2 separate regions of the Ovis aries genome follow, and region 1 is linked to region 2. A link is a contact called in public Hi-C data. All regions are on one chromosome and are shown on one strand. The core of a region is the stretch at or near the end of the contact, and the rest is flanking DNA. Distances in the headings are between cores, read along the strand shown.

What was found. Hi-C and Micro-C count contacts between places; a contact is called where the count stands out from the background.
Region 1: a contact with region 2 is called in a Hi-C map of hypothalamus, with 2.5 times the contacts expected there. The contact joins the promoter of DIP2B here to the promoter of LOC101117527 in region 2. A contact is called at or near these places in 2 of 16 Hi-C or Micro-C datasets (hypothalamus and skin fibroblasts).

Annotation. Positions count from the first base shown.
Region 1 is chr3:135,824,584-135,830,283 of ARS-UI_Ramb_v3.0, reverse strand. It overlaps DIP2B (disco interacting protein 2 homolog B), which reads left to right and starts at 1,360. Exons shown (of 37, transcript XM_060412600.1): 1 at 1,360-1,613. The coding sequence starts at 1,514. It also overlaps the pseudogene LOC132659434.
Region 2 is chr3:135,675,076-135,680,975 of ARS-UI_Ramb_v3.0, reverse strand. It overlaps LOC101117527 (cytochrome c), which reads left to right and starts at 4,173. Exons shown (of 1, transcript XM_027967338.3): 1 at 4,173-5,872. The coding sequence starts at 4,839. The coding sequence ends at 5,399. It overlaps DIP2B (disco interacting protein 2 homolog B), which reads left to right. Exons shown (of 37, transcript XM_060412600.1): 4 at 899-1,024.

The DNA of each region.
Region 1 (5,700 bases), core at 111-2,610, 150 kb before region 2:
GTCACGTCAGTCGTGTCCGTCTCTGTGCGACCCCATAGATGGCAGCCCATCAGGCTCCCCAGTCCCTGGGATTCTCCAGGCAAAAACACTGGAGTGGGCTGCCATTTCCTTCTCCAGTGCATGAAAGTGAAAAGTGAAAGTGAAGTCGCTCAGTCCTATCCGACTCTTCGGGACCGCATGGACTGCAGCCTACCAGGCTCCTCCGTCCATGGGATTTTCCAGACAAGACTACTGGAGTGGGTTGCCATTGCCTTCTCCCAACTGTCCCAGTATTTTCTGGTAAATACAGGTCTGGACTTCCCTGGTGGTACAGTGAACTCGAATTTGCCAGCCAATGCAGGGAGTATGGGTTCAAGCCCTGGTCTGGGAAGATTTTTACATTCCATGGGCAACTAAAGCCCATGGGCCACAACTACTGAGGCCCACCTGCTGCAACTACTGAAGCCCAAGTGCCTAGAGCCTGCGCTCCACAACATTGAGAAGCCACTTCAGTGAGAAGCCTGTGCAAGGCAATGAAGAGTAGCCCCATCTCACCGAGCTACAGAAAGCCAGCACACAGCAAGAAAGAGCAACGAAAAATTTAAAAATAAATACGTAAGTAGTAAAAAATACATACAGGTCTGGATCCTTAAGTTGAATTAAAATACTAATACTTTTGGAACACCTATTAATGATACATTAAGAATGATAAAAAGATAAGGAAGACAAAGTTCTCCTCTGGGAAGAGGTCAGAAGTCTAGGCAGGAGGACGCAGATTCTCCTCCTTCTGTCTTAAATGCTAGAACTGAAATAGAAACATAGCTTGCCAGGCTCTAGTGTCCATGGGATTCTCCAGGCAAGAATATTGGAGTGGGTTACCATGCCCTCCTCCAGGGGATCTTCTAGATCCAGGGATTGGAACCTGAGTGTCTTACATGTCTTGCTTTGGCAGGCGGGTTCTTTGCCAATTAGCGCCACCTGGGAAGCCCCTTAGAAACAAAAAGCTCCTGGTAAATGTGACCAGGAAGCCCCAGTGAAAAGAACTGCCTGAGTTCAAGTCATTATGAATGGGTGGTGTCAATTAGCCCGGGAAACGAATAAAGGGGCAAGATAAAAGCATACACTATTAGGTGCAGAGAACTGGACAAAGCAAGGCCTGGGGCCCCTGAGAACTCCTTCCTCGCGAGTTCGTAAAAGGTAAACGTCCGGGTCCACAGCAACACAGTGAGCCCATTTCTCTGGAGAGAAATCGTGGCAGCGGGCTTGGACTCGTAGTTTCAGGAATCTCCCAGTAGAGGGCGCCATCAGCCCGGGAGTCCGCAGCTTGACGCGCCTGCGGAGGCGGTGCGTCCTGGGTCCGGGGGCGGGGCCGCCGGGCTCACGTGACCCTTGCTCATGGCGGCGGCGGCAGTGGGTGCGCTGGCGGCGCTCGGCGGCCGGAGCCGGATCCTGTAGCCGGGGTGTGGGCCCGCGTCAGTCCGTCCCTCCTTCGGCCCCCTCGTTTGTCTTCCGGAGTGTGGCTGGTAGAGCCGGGATGGCGGAGCGAGGCCTGGAGCCCTCGCCGGCTGCGGTGGCGGCGTTGCCGCCCGAAGTGCGGGCGCAGCTGGCGGAGCTGGAGCTGGAGCTCTCGGAGGGTAGGAGCCGGGCGAGGGAGCGGGCGCCCGGGCGCCGCTGCGGATCGCGGCGAGGGGAGACCGGGTCCCCACCGCGCGCCCTGGTGGCCGTGCGGGCAGAGGGGAGGAGGGTGCCGGAAATCTGGCCTGGGCTTCACGTGAAGGGTCGCTCTCCTCCTCTCCTACCCCGGAAAGTGGCTTTCCGTGTGGTTGATGGTGTTCTCTGGGAGCGGGGGAGCCGGGGCTGGGGGGAGAGGTCTTCAGGCTCGGGCTGCTTCTGCGCTCCCTGTCCCCCCAAACCCCAGACAAAGCTGTGTCCTCCCGCTTCAGGCTCCTGCCCGGGCGCCGGGGCACGGTGGGGGCGGGGTGGGGGTGAGGCCGCCGGCGGGGTGGCTGACAGCTTGCTCCAGTCCTCCTGTACTCTCTTCCAGGGGAGGGCCCCACGCCTGTTTCAGCTCCCCTTCCCCCCTTCAGAAAGAGAGAGAGACACAGGGGAAATCCTCCAGCATTTCTTCTTCCTTGTTTAACAATGCGAGATGCCTCCCCAGTGACAGGAGTGAGATAGAAGCGGGGTGGGCCGTTGAGGGTCCTAAGGAGGCCAGAAGCAGTGGCATTAACCCAGAGAGAGACACACGGGGCGGCTTTTAGACCACGTTTGTCAAAAGGGTTGTTGTTGTTGTTGTTTTCTTCCCTCGGTGCCTGTATTCGGGCTGAATTTTCCGCATCTGATCACCTTTTGGAATCTTAGGAAAGGAGAGAGGTGGCTACTGGTTACATTGCAAATCCTGGCCGGCACGGTCTTTCTTTTGACAATGGATTGTTACAAGGACGCTTGGATTGGTTTTGAGAATTAAAAGAATGGAATAAATCGAGCTACTATTATTCGAGAAGTCCCTGGACAACAATGAGAGAAACGCTGCCCTGTGGTGGGCATGTGATCAGGCTTCTTGGGCAGTTGTGATCAGTTCTCCATAAAGTTCCTGTTTTTGTCACAGGCTGCCTCTGAGACAAAAGCAGCATTCTCTCCAAGCTTGATATCAGTACTGTGGTGGTGCCCCCAGAGTTGCATATTCTTCTTGAGTTCTTTGCCAAAAGCCCTCTCCACTAGCATTTTTCAAGTGGATTAAAAATTGCTGATTGGAAAAGAAGAATGTGACAAGTTTCCAGGAGAGTTTTGACTTTTTGTTTACTTATCAAGGCATTCTCTCTACATAGCCCCTCCCCCCATCCTTTACAGTAAAAAAAAAAAAAAAGATTTGAGTGTTATAAAGTCACTTGGGCATGGAGGGAAATAATTATTTTTAATAACCTTGTTAGGGTTTCCCAATGTATAGGAAGGTGCCCTTTTCATTTGCACTCAATTAGCAACGTATTATTTTTCGGTTAATCAGTTGGGAAGTTACTCTTTGGCCAGTCCCCGGTATCAGTTGTGGTGGATGAGTCTGTTTATGTGAAATGTTCAGGGCATTGCTATCTTGATTCTACCTCTCGAAATACCTCATTCCTCTAGACTAAAGCATTGTCATTCAATCCATGATGACTTTCATTCAAATTGGACTTTTAAAGCAAGTTAGAGTAACACATCAGCTATCTTTGATTAGCTAGAAGGAGAGAAGTTTGGCTGGATGTTTGCGTCAGAAAGATTAAAAATAGGAGTTAATTGCTTTTACATGGAGAGGGAAATCCTGGAAGCTCCTTATTCTTGGTGTATCTGCTTCCAGCTGATTATTCTTTACTTCTCTGGTTGTTTCTAGAGATGATTCCAAGGAACTGTTTCTAGGACTCATACTGGCTAGCTCACCTTTCCTTGAAGAAGGTGTGAAACTCCTACAGATTGTAAGGCTAAGGCTTCAGCATTTTTTCAGGACAAGTGCATGGTTTATTTCCTGTTGCAGGATTGTTTTGGTTTGGCATGTGGCTGAGATTTGAAATGGTTTCTTAAAGATTTATGCTACATTATCCGGTATTTCATCTCTTTTAACGATGGAAAACTGGAAAAAATACAGTTGAAAAACCTCAGGCCTGCAGTGTCAGCATCTTGACCATCTGTTTGTCTCTCTTGCTTAAAGTATGGAGAATGGTTGACTGGAGAAGTAGGTAGACATTTTTAGGAATTCAAGTGAAGTTGAGACCACCAGCAGCAATCCCCAAATCTATAGCACAGTGTTATTTGTGATGCCTGTTAGCATATTTTGAAGGGACCTTTGTTTGTTTTACATTTTCTCTACAGTTACTGCTCTGACAAAAGTGCTTTTTTCTTTGGGAAAAAAGATACTTTTAACTCTGTGTTTATTGTGTGTGGTTGGCTTTGTTGCTCTCATTCCTCGATTTTATTCATTTTTCTCGGTTCAGGCTGTAGTGGGTCCTAATTATAGCGGTTGCCTGAGCTGTATGCCTTTAAAGAATTTTCTTTGTGCTCACTTGTATTTTCAGCTGCGGGCTTGGGTCGCAGATGAGCCAGCTCTGCGCTGGAACGCAGGTTGTGCCTCCCTGGGCCGTTTGCCGCAGAGCGTGTTGCAGAGCCCAGAGCTGTGGCTGGTGCTCCTTTCAGGCGGGTCACTGTGGACTTGGTACTTCAAGCTGCCCGCATTTGCAGCAGAAAGAACAGGCCAGCACTGTCCGGAGAATCATTGAAAATTGAACTAACACCTAGTCACAAGCTTTTCTGTAGATTAATTGAATAGGTAGGAGGTTTCTATAAGTATTCTCGTAACTGAAATTTTTTCATGACCTACATGTACTGTTATATTTTTTATATATTTGGCAATGAGCTTTGTTTGAACTTAAATCATATGTTTTAGTCAAGTGTATGCACATAAAATAACACTAATGATGGGAATTTGTTTAAATTTGATAATACATTGTATTTGTTTTATGATTTGATATGTCATTCGAGCCTCACTTTTTTTTTTTTTAATTGAATATAACGGAAAACCAAGACTCAGAAAGGTTTAGTGTTTTGTCAGTGAATATTAGCTGCTCACTAATTAGTGCCAGTATCTTAAGCTGCCATATTATTATGGCATCTGTTACCATTGAATGACTTAAATATCTGTATAGTTATTGCATAAGCTATTAAATCTACTTTTTACTCTAAGCAAATGCCACAAAACAGTTGTATGTTGGGACTTCCCTGGTAGTCCAGTGGCTAAAACTCCAGGCTCCCAGTGCAGGGACCCGGGATCGATCCGAGAGCAGGGAACTAGATCCTATGTACTAAAGCTAAAACCTCATGCAGCCAAATAAATATTTTTAAAAAACCAAACTTTTATTAAAAACAAAGTTGTATGCCATAATTCTAAAGAGTCTTATTAGATTGTCTTTCTGAAATCTCTTTTAAAATCTATCATTCACTTACTTGATTGAGCAGACATTTATTTTCTGCTTACTGTGTGCTCAGGACATAGAGGTTAGCAGGGTACTGTATTCGCTTTCAAAGAGCTTTGAGTCTGAAAGGGAAATTACTTAAAAATGCCAACAAAATAGTTCATGAGACCAAAGGGTACATGAGAGTTTGTACAGAGGCTGCCTTCTAAGAAAAGAGGAAACTGTCTGCTTTATCGCTGTGAAAAAGAAACAGCAGAGAACCGTGAGTACAGACCTGGACGCTGGTAGCGGGGGCTGTGATTAGCTTGGTGCAGCTCAGTCCTAAGTGGAGGAAGGAAGGCTGTCTGCGGCATATCGAGGAGGGGGCGGGGGTGGGAGTCTTTCTGCCTGAGAACAGTCCCAGGGTGACAACTGGAAAGGTATTTAAGATAAAATAACACTCACAGGAAGGGATCCTCCCTTTTCTTGTTTGAACACTTCTCTGAGCACAAACACAACAAACCCAGACACATCCTCCCTTTCTCCTGTCTATTTCATGACATAACTCAGGGTCCTCAAAGCATGGTGCAGGTTGGCCTTGAGGGTGGAGGGTTAAGGCACGGCCGCTTGCTAGGAGTTGAAGTGCACCTCCTTTAGGAGGTGGGCAGAGGAGTTGAAGAGGAAAAGGGGAGAGATGCTGAGTTGAGATTGTGTTGCAGTCTCCAGACTCCAGTTTAGAATTAAGCCACCAGAGAACTGGTAAATCCTTCTTGCTTTACTTATCATGGAAAAGTGTGGCCAG
Region 2 (5,900 bases), core at 2,924-5,423:
TGAACCTGGAAGCCACCTCAGAAGGATCTGCCTCAGAAGGATTTGCTAAGAGTTTTTTGTTGTTGTTGTTGTTTTAATCAAAGCACATGGACTTCCCCGGTGGTCCAGTGGCTAAGACTTCGAACTCCCTGTGCAGGGGGTGGGGCTCGATCCCTGGTCAGGGAACTAGATTCCACATGCCACAACTAAGAGTTCACATGCCACAAGATCCCACATGCCTCAGCTGAGACCTGATGCAGCCAAATAAATAAATTTTTTAAAAAAAATCAAAGCACAGTCCAAAATACTGTGTATTATATGATCCTATTTTGTAGCAGTATAGATTGAGTTTTGGCGTGGGAGTGGAGAATCAAGAGTTTTCTCTGGATATGTTAATTTTGCGATCGTTATTAGACATTCAAGTGAAGAGCTGTGTTCTTTTGTGGGCAGAGTGGCAAACAAGTACCCCTGGCGCTTGTATTTTCTACATCAGAATCAGCCCTTCTCTTCTGTGGTATAGAACTGAAGAGTGTCGGCTCCTTTCAGTTAAGCAGATTCTGGGCTTGAACAGAGAGCGTCCTTTGGGTACCTGCATCCCATGCATTCCATTCAGAGGTGGGGTTCCCAGCTGGCCCTGATGCATGTTCCATTCTTCCTCTCACTACACACCCAGCCCCCTCTCCATCAGCTTCTCTGCTGTGTTAAAGGGCCTTCTCATTGTTCTGGGCTTCATTTTCCTCTCACGTAAATTATCCTTGACTACTCCTTTGGTCTGTATTTCCTATTTGCTGTAACACAAATGATAAATAAAAGTCACCTAAATATCGCCTTTTAACAGCTGAGGCAGTGATAGTTCAACTCAAAGAAGTAAACACTTTGAGAGCCAGGAGCTAATAAATGCAAATTTTTAATCTTTCAGATATCCACACAGAAGCAGTTCAAGCTGCACTGGCAAAGCATAAAGAACAGAAAATGGCTTTGCCCATGCCAACCAAAAGGCGGTCCACGTTTGTCCAGTCTCCTGCGGATGCCTGCACACCACCTGGTAGGTTTATCAGGAGCTTTCTCTCTGACAGTTACTACTTTGATGTTTCTTAAGTTCTGTTTTTTCTTTTCTGAGGTAGGAGCTAGAACTCTGTCCTCGTCATCAGAAATGTATGAGTACACACTGAAGGTGACAGGTTTTGATTATTGCATTGTAAACAGCACACAAAAAAGGCCTTAAGAGTAAAGCTGTGTTTTTTTTGTTTTTTTTTTTTAATTTTCTTCTGAAATTCCAGAATTTCCTTGCTCTAACCTCCAAACTCATGTAGTCATAAATAAAGCCAAAGCTTAGGGTCTAAAAAATACCCTTCTGTGACTAAATAGCTATTCTTTATTGACATCCAGAATATGACCCAGAGTCGTATATGTATGTCTTTAACAGATTTATACTCCTAATCAAATCCTTTATCTCTGCAACAGTCACAGAAGTCTGTGATCTCGGGACAAAATGTTTTTGTGTCATGAAAGAGAGCAGTCATGCAAAGTTATAATAAATCTAGAAAACATATATAAGTGTTTATGTGTGTGTTAATATATTTTGTATATGTTTATATTTCTTTAAGAATCCACTTTCTATAATTGAATCAGGAGATAAGCCAAGAACTAAGAGGCCCATCGCCACCCTCCAGACTTGGAAGACTTACCACCCCCACCCTCACTACAAATTCATATTTGAAGAGTAACTGGAACACCTTTAAGTTGTCTTTTCCATTTGGAATCTTCCCCAAAGTTTTAAAAAATTTAGATGAAGTCTCAGAATCTCGATGTGTAGCCTCTGAGACTAAACAGTCCGTCTGTTTCAGAGCCTCAGTCTTGTGTCTGTTTCTCCACCGTCATGTTCCTGGTAATAAAATCTTTGGGGAGAAACATTTCCTGAACTGTTTTGGTCTCAGCGACTTACCCTGTCTTTTGGGGGAGATACCCAGGAAGGTTACATTGGTCGTGGTTGACTCTGATTCACAGCTGTCAAGTTGAGCTGTTCACACTGATCCTAGTCCCTGGCCTAGGTTTATATTAATAGTCTTCTCCTAGGTTCTGACTAACTTCTCAGAGCATCTGGGCGTGCTATGGGCTCCTTAACTGTGTGTGCTTTTTTTCTTTACATCTGTGGTGTCAATATGTTCCAAAGAGAAATAGCTCTGTGGCTTCAAGTGATCCTCAAAATGTAACGCAGGATACCTCTAGCAGACCGTCACAATAGACGTTTTGTGCTGTAGTGGTGCATACTTCCAGCCCACTCGTTCAGAATCTTGGATGGCTTCCCTGTCGCATTAGTACAGCACCAGCCGGGTCCTCGTGGACAAAGGGGGCTCTCAGTCTCACAGCTATTCCTTGCTGGCAGATTCTGGCGCAGCGTGGCTGAAGGTTTGCCATTGTAGTAAATGGCAAAGGGTAGGGAGCAGCGCAGACTCCCAAGTCCTTAGACCCAGTCCTCCCCAGAACTGTGCTAAAGAAATGCAGCTATGAAGTAGTCTGCTCCCATGGCCGTGGGTGAAATGGGAGAGTGCAGCAAAGGATTATGAGAACACGCAGACGGAATGGAAACCTTTTCTGAAAGTCACTGCCTGAGGGGAATTCACCAACTCTAAATCAAGGCTGTTCATTGCTGAACAAGACCATAGTCCTGTGGAATTCAGTACAGGCTTCTATATCTCTAAACATGAATGTTCGACTCTGTCTGCAGCCTTAAAGATGTGGCATCGTTTTCTTGATTACCTGGTAGTCTTAATAATTTCATGATTGTAAAGATTCAGTCCTCTCTCTTAAGACCTTTATTCAGCAGAGCAAAGTAATAAGAAGGTTTCCTATTTATGTCCTGTTCCGGGAACTCTGAATGGTATGTGAGAGATGTTGATCCGCTCTTAGAGACATTAGTGTTGTCAAATAGAAGAGGGATTCTCTCCCAGCTCGAGCACCGAGAGCACCCCATGTAGCAGTTTCTCACCTGCCCCCCACAGAGAGCTGAGCCTTGCTGCACGTGATGCGCTTGTCCAGCAACAGCACACATGCCTGGAACCATCCTGTGTTCCAGGGTGAGGGGCTGTGGAGGGACGGTGTCATAAGGCTTCTCTCCGGACCTTTCCACTGGGGGGATGGAATTTGTCCTTCCCAAGTTAGGATAAGGGCTTCCCTGGTGGCTCAGGTGGTAAAGAGTCTGCCTGCAATGCAGGAGACCTGGGTTCTATCCCTGGGTCTGGAAGATCCCCTGGAAAAGGGAATTGCTACCCACTCCAGTATTCTTGCCTGGATATGGATTCCATTCTCTCCAAGCATCTGAGAGCCATCAGTTAGAGACTTGGCCATTGAACCTTAACCCTTTTATCACTGTCTCCCAGAACCTCTTACAGGCTAACCCAGGGAAGGCAGGTAGGTTTTATCTTGCCTTTTTACTAGCCCGCAAAACACTAAAGTTAGAGGAAATGCTGAAGCTGTGCTCAAGGGGTCAAGAGGAAGAGGAGAATTGATGTTAATTATTGATGGTTATGGGCTGATTAAAAAAAACAAAAACAGGTTCTAGGCAGCTATGAAAGTGACATGCTACTATTTTCTTTATAGAAAAATTGTGCCACTCTTGCAGGGCAAGACTAACCTCAGATTTCACGGTAGTATAGTTACGTTGTCCTTTGTGCACTGAGAGGCCACACCGCAAAATGTCACAAAACGTGTTTTTGCTCAGGGCCCTTCCTCTGCCCATGCTGTGCCAGGTGAACCTAGTTTCAGGGATACCTGCTAAAGCGCACTGGCCAGTCGGCTTCTTAGAGACGCAACCAGCACATAACTGTGGGAATCACTGAAGTGATGAAAATCTAGAGCTGCTTTTGGAGGGATTTAACAAGAAGAGTCTGGAAGTGAACCATGTCATAAATCTTGGTTTTGTTCGTAATCATATAATCTGGAAAATATGGTAAACACTTGGCATGAGAGCTGATTTGTCTTTTGTTCATAAAGCCATCTCAAATAATAAAATGTCAGTCACCCTGAAACCCGCTTATTGATACCTGCACTGATTTCTATCTTGTGGATTGGAAAATCTAAATTCCCTAAGCTGGTAGCAGCCTGTGGTTCTTCCAGTGCCTGTGGCCTTTTTCATAGTCTTTTAGACTGTTTGAATTACTGCCATCCAGTTCCCTTTATGTGCTGAAGTCATTTACTAATGTCATGAGGCAGTTACCTCAGCACTTTCTCTGTAGGGCTTCTTTGTGTAATGCTATTACTCATTCATACAGATAAACAGAGTGCAGAAGCTACAGCATATATTTTTTTTCTCTAAGCTTTTTCTGCACCCGTGTGGGCTTACCCTGCACTGCATTTTGAGGGTGCTCAGATGAGCAAATAGACTACGTAATGACCCCAAAGCACAGGAAGCTGTTTTGACTGGCTTGCATAGAATGAAGCTTAAAATTTAGAGGTCTCTCTGAGTTTCTCTTATACAGGGCTCTGCTTGAAAGTGACTGTAGTAGTAATTCACAGGGCCAGTCACAGAGACATTTACCTCTCTGTATTTCTATATATGAAAACAGTGTCCACGAACAGGCTGTAATATTGTTACAGTTTTAGCAAACTTTAATGATGCTATATGGAATTACAGGATGCAGAGGACTTTCATATACCAGTGGCTGCCCTGCTTCAGTTGTTCTGTTTAAGCAACTACTCTGTGAAGTGGGAAGTCCAGATTTCTTTAGAGATGAGGAAACAGACAAGCTTACAGTCACTAAGTGATTTATCCTAGGATTTAGCAATTATGTATCAGACTCATTGCTTGATTTTGTTTTTTACTCTTGGAAAGTTCTTTTTTGCTTAATAGATACTCCTGTATGCACAGTCCTGGAATGGGTATTATTCCAAACAAATTGAACAGCTGTTGCCTTCTGAGAGCTTATAGGCTAAAACACGTTATTAGTCAGTTACTAACGTGGAGATATTCTAATTTTATTCAAAATCACAAAGTAAACAGAGATGGCAAATCAGACCTCTATAAATGTGCTATAGAGAAAGCGGGACGTTCGGCTTGTGAGCGGGAACTTCTCGGTCGCGCACAGAAAAAGAACGATTTAAAAATGGGTGATGTTGAGAAAGGCAAGAAGATTTTTGTTCAGAAGTGTGCCCAGTGCCATACTGTAGAAAAGGGAGGGAAGCACAAGACTGGGCCAAACCTCCATGGTCTGTTTGGACGAAAGACAGGTCAGGCTCCTGGATTCTCTTACACAGATGCCAACAAAAACAAAGGTATCACCTGGGGAGAGGAGACGCTGATGGAGTACTTGGAGAATCCCAAGAAGTACATCCCTGGAACCAAGATGATCTTTGCTGGCATTAAGAAGAAGGGAGAGAGGGAGGACTTGATAGCTTATCTCAAAAAAGCTACCAATGAGTAATAGTTGGCCACTGCCTTATTTATTATGAAACAGAAGTGTCTCATGACTTTTTATGTGTACCATATTTAAATTGATCTCATACACTAGAATTCAGATCATGAATGGCTGATGGAATAATTCTGTTGGACAGTCCTGATTTAAATAAGATTGGTCTGTGGCTAAACAAATATGGTCAGCTTTTTTAATTTTGATAGTAATTCCGGTTCAACAAGTACTATCACTTTTCCCATTCTAAAGAGATGATTGAACTTGAATAAGGAATATGAAACTTTTTAGGGAGATGGTGCATTCCTTCTCAAAACCTATAAGAGATTTGTTTTATATTTAGATTTCTATAACTGGTTATATTAATATATTTAAATACTGAAAAGGTCCCTTCACTGTCTCACAGAACAGAGGAGGATTCACACGTGTTTCAAGTTGTGTTCATTAGCCTGTTAAGGCAAGGATTGAAAATACACTGACAAAGTCCACTTTATCTGTTTGGTTTTATAAACTATG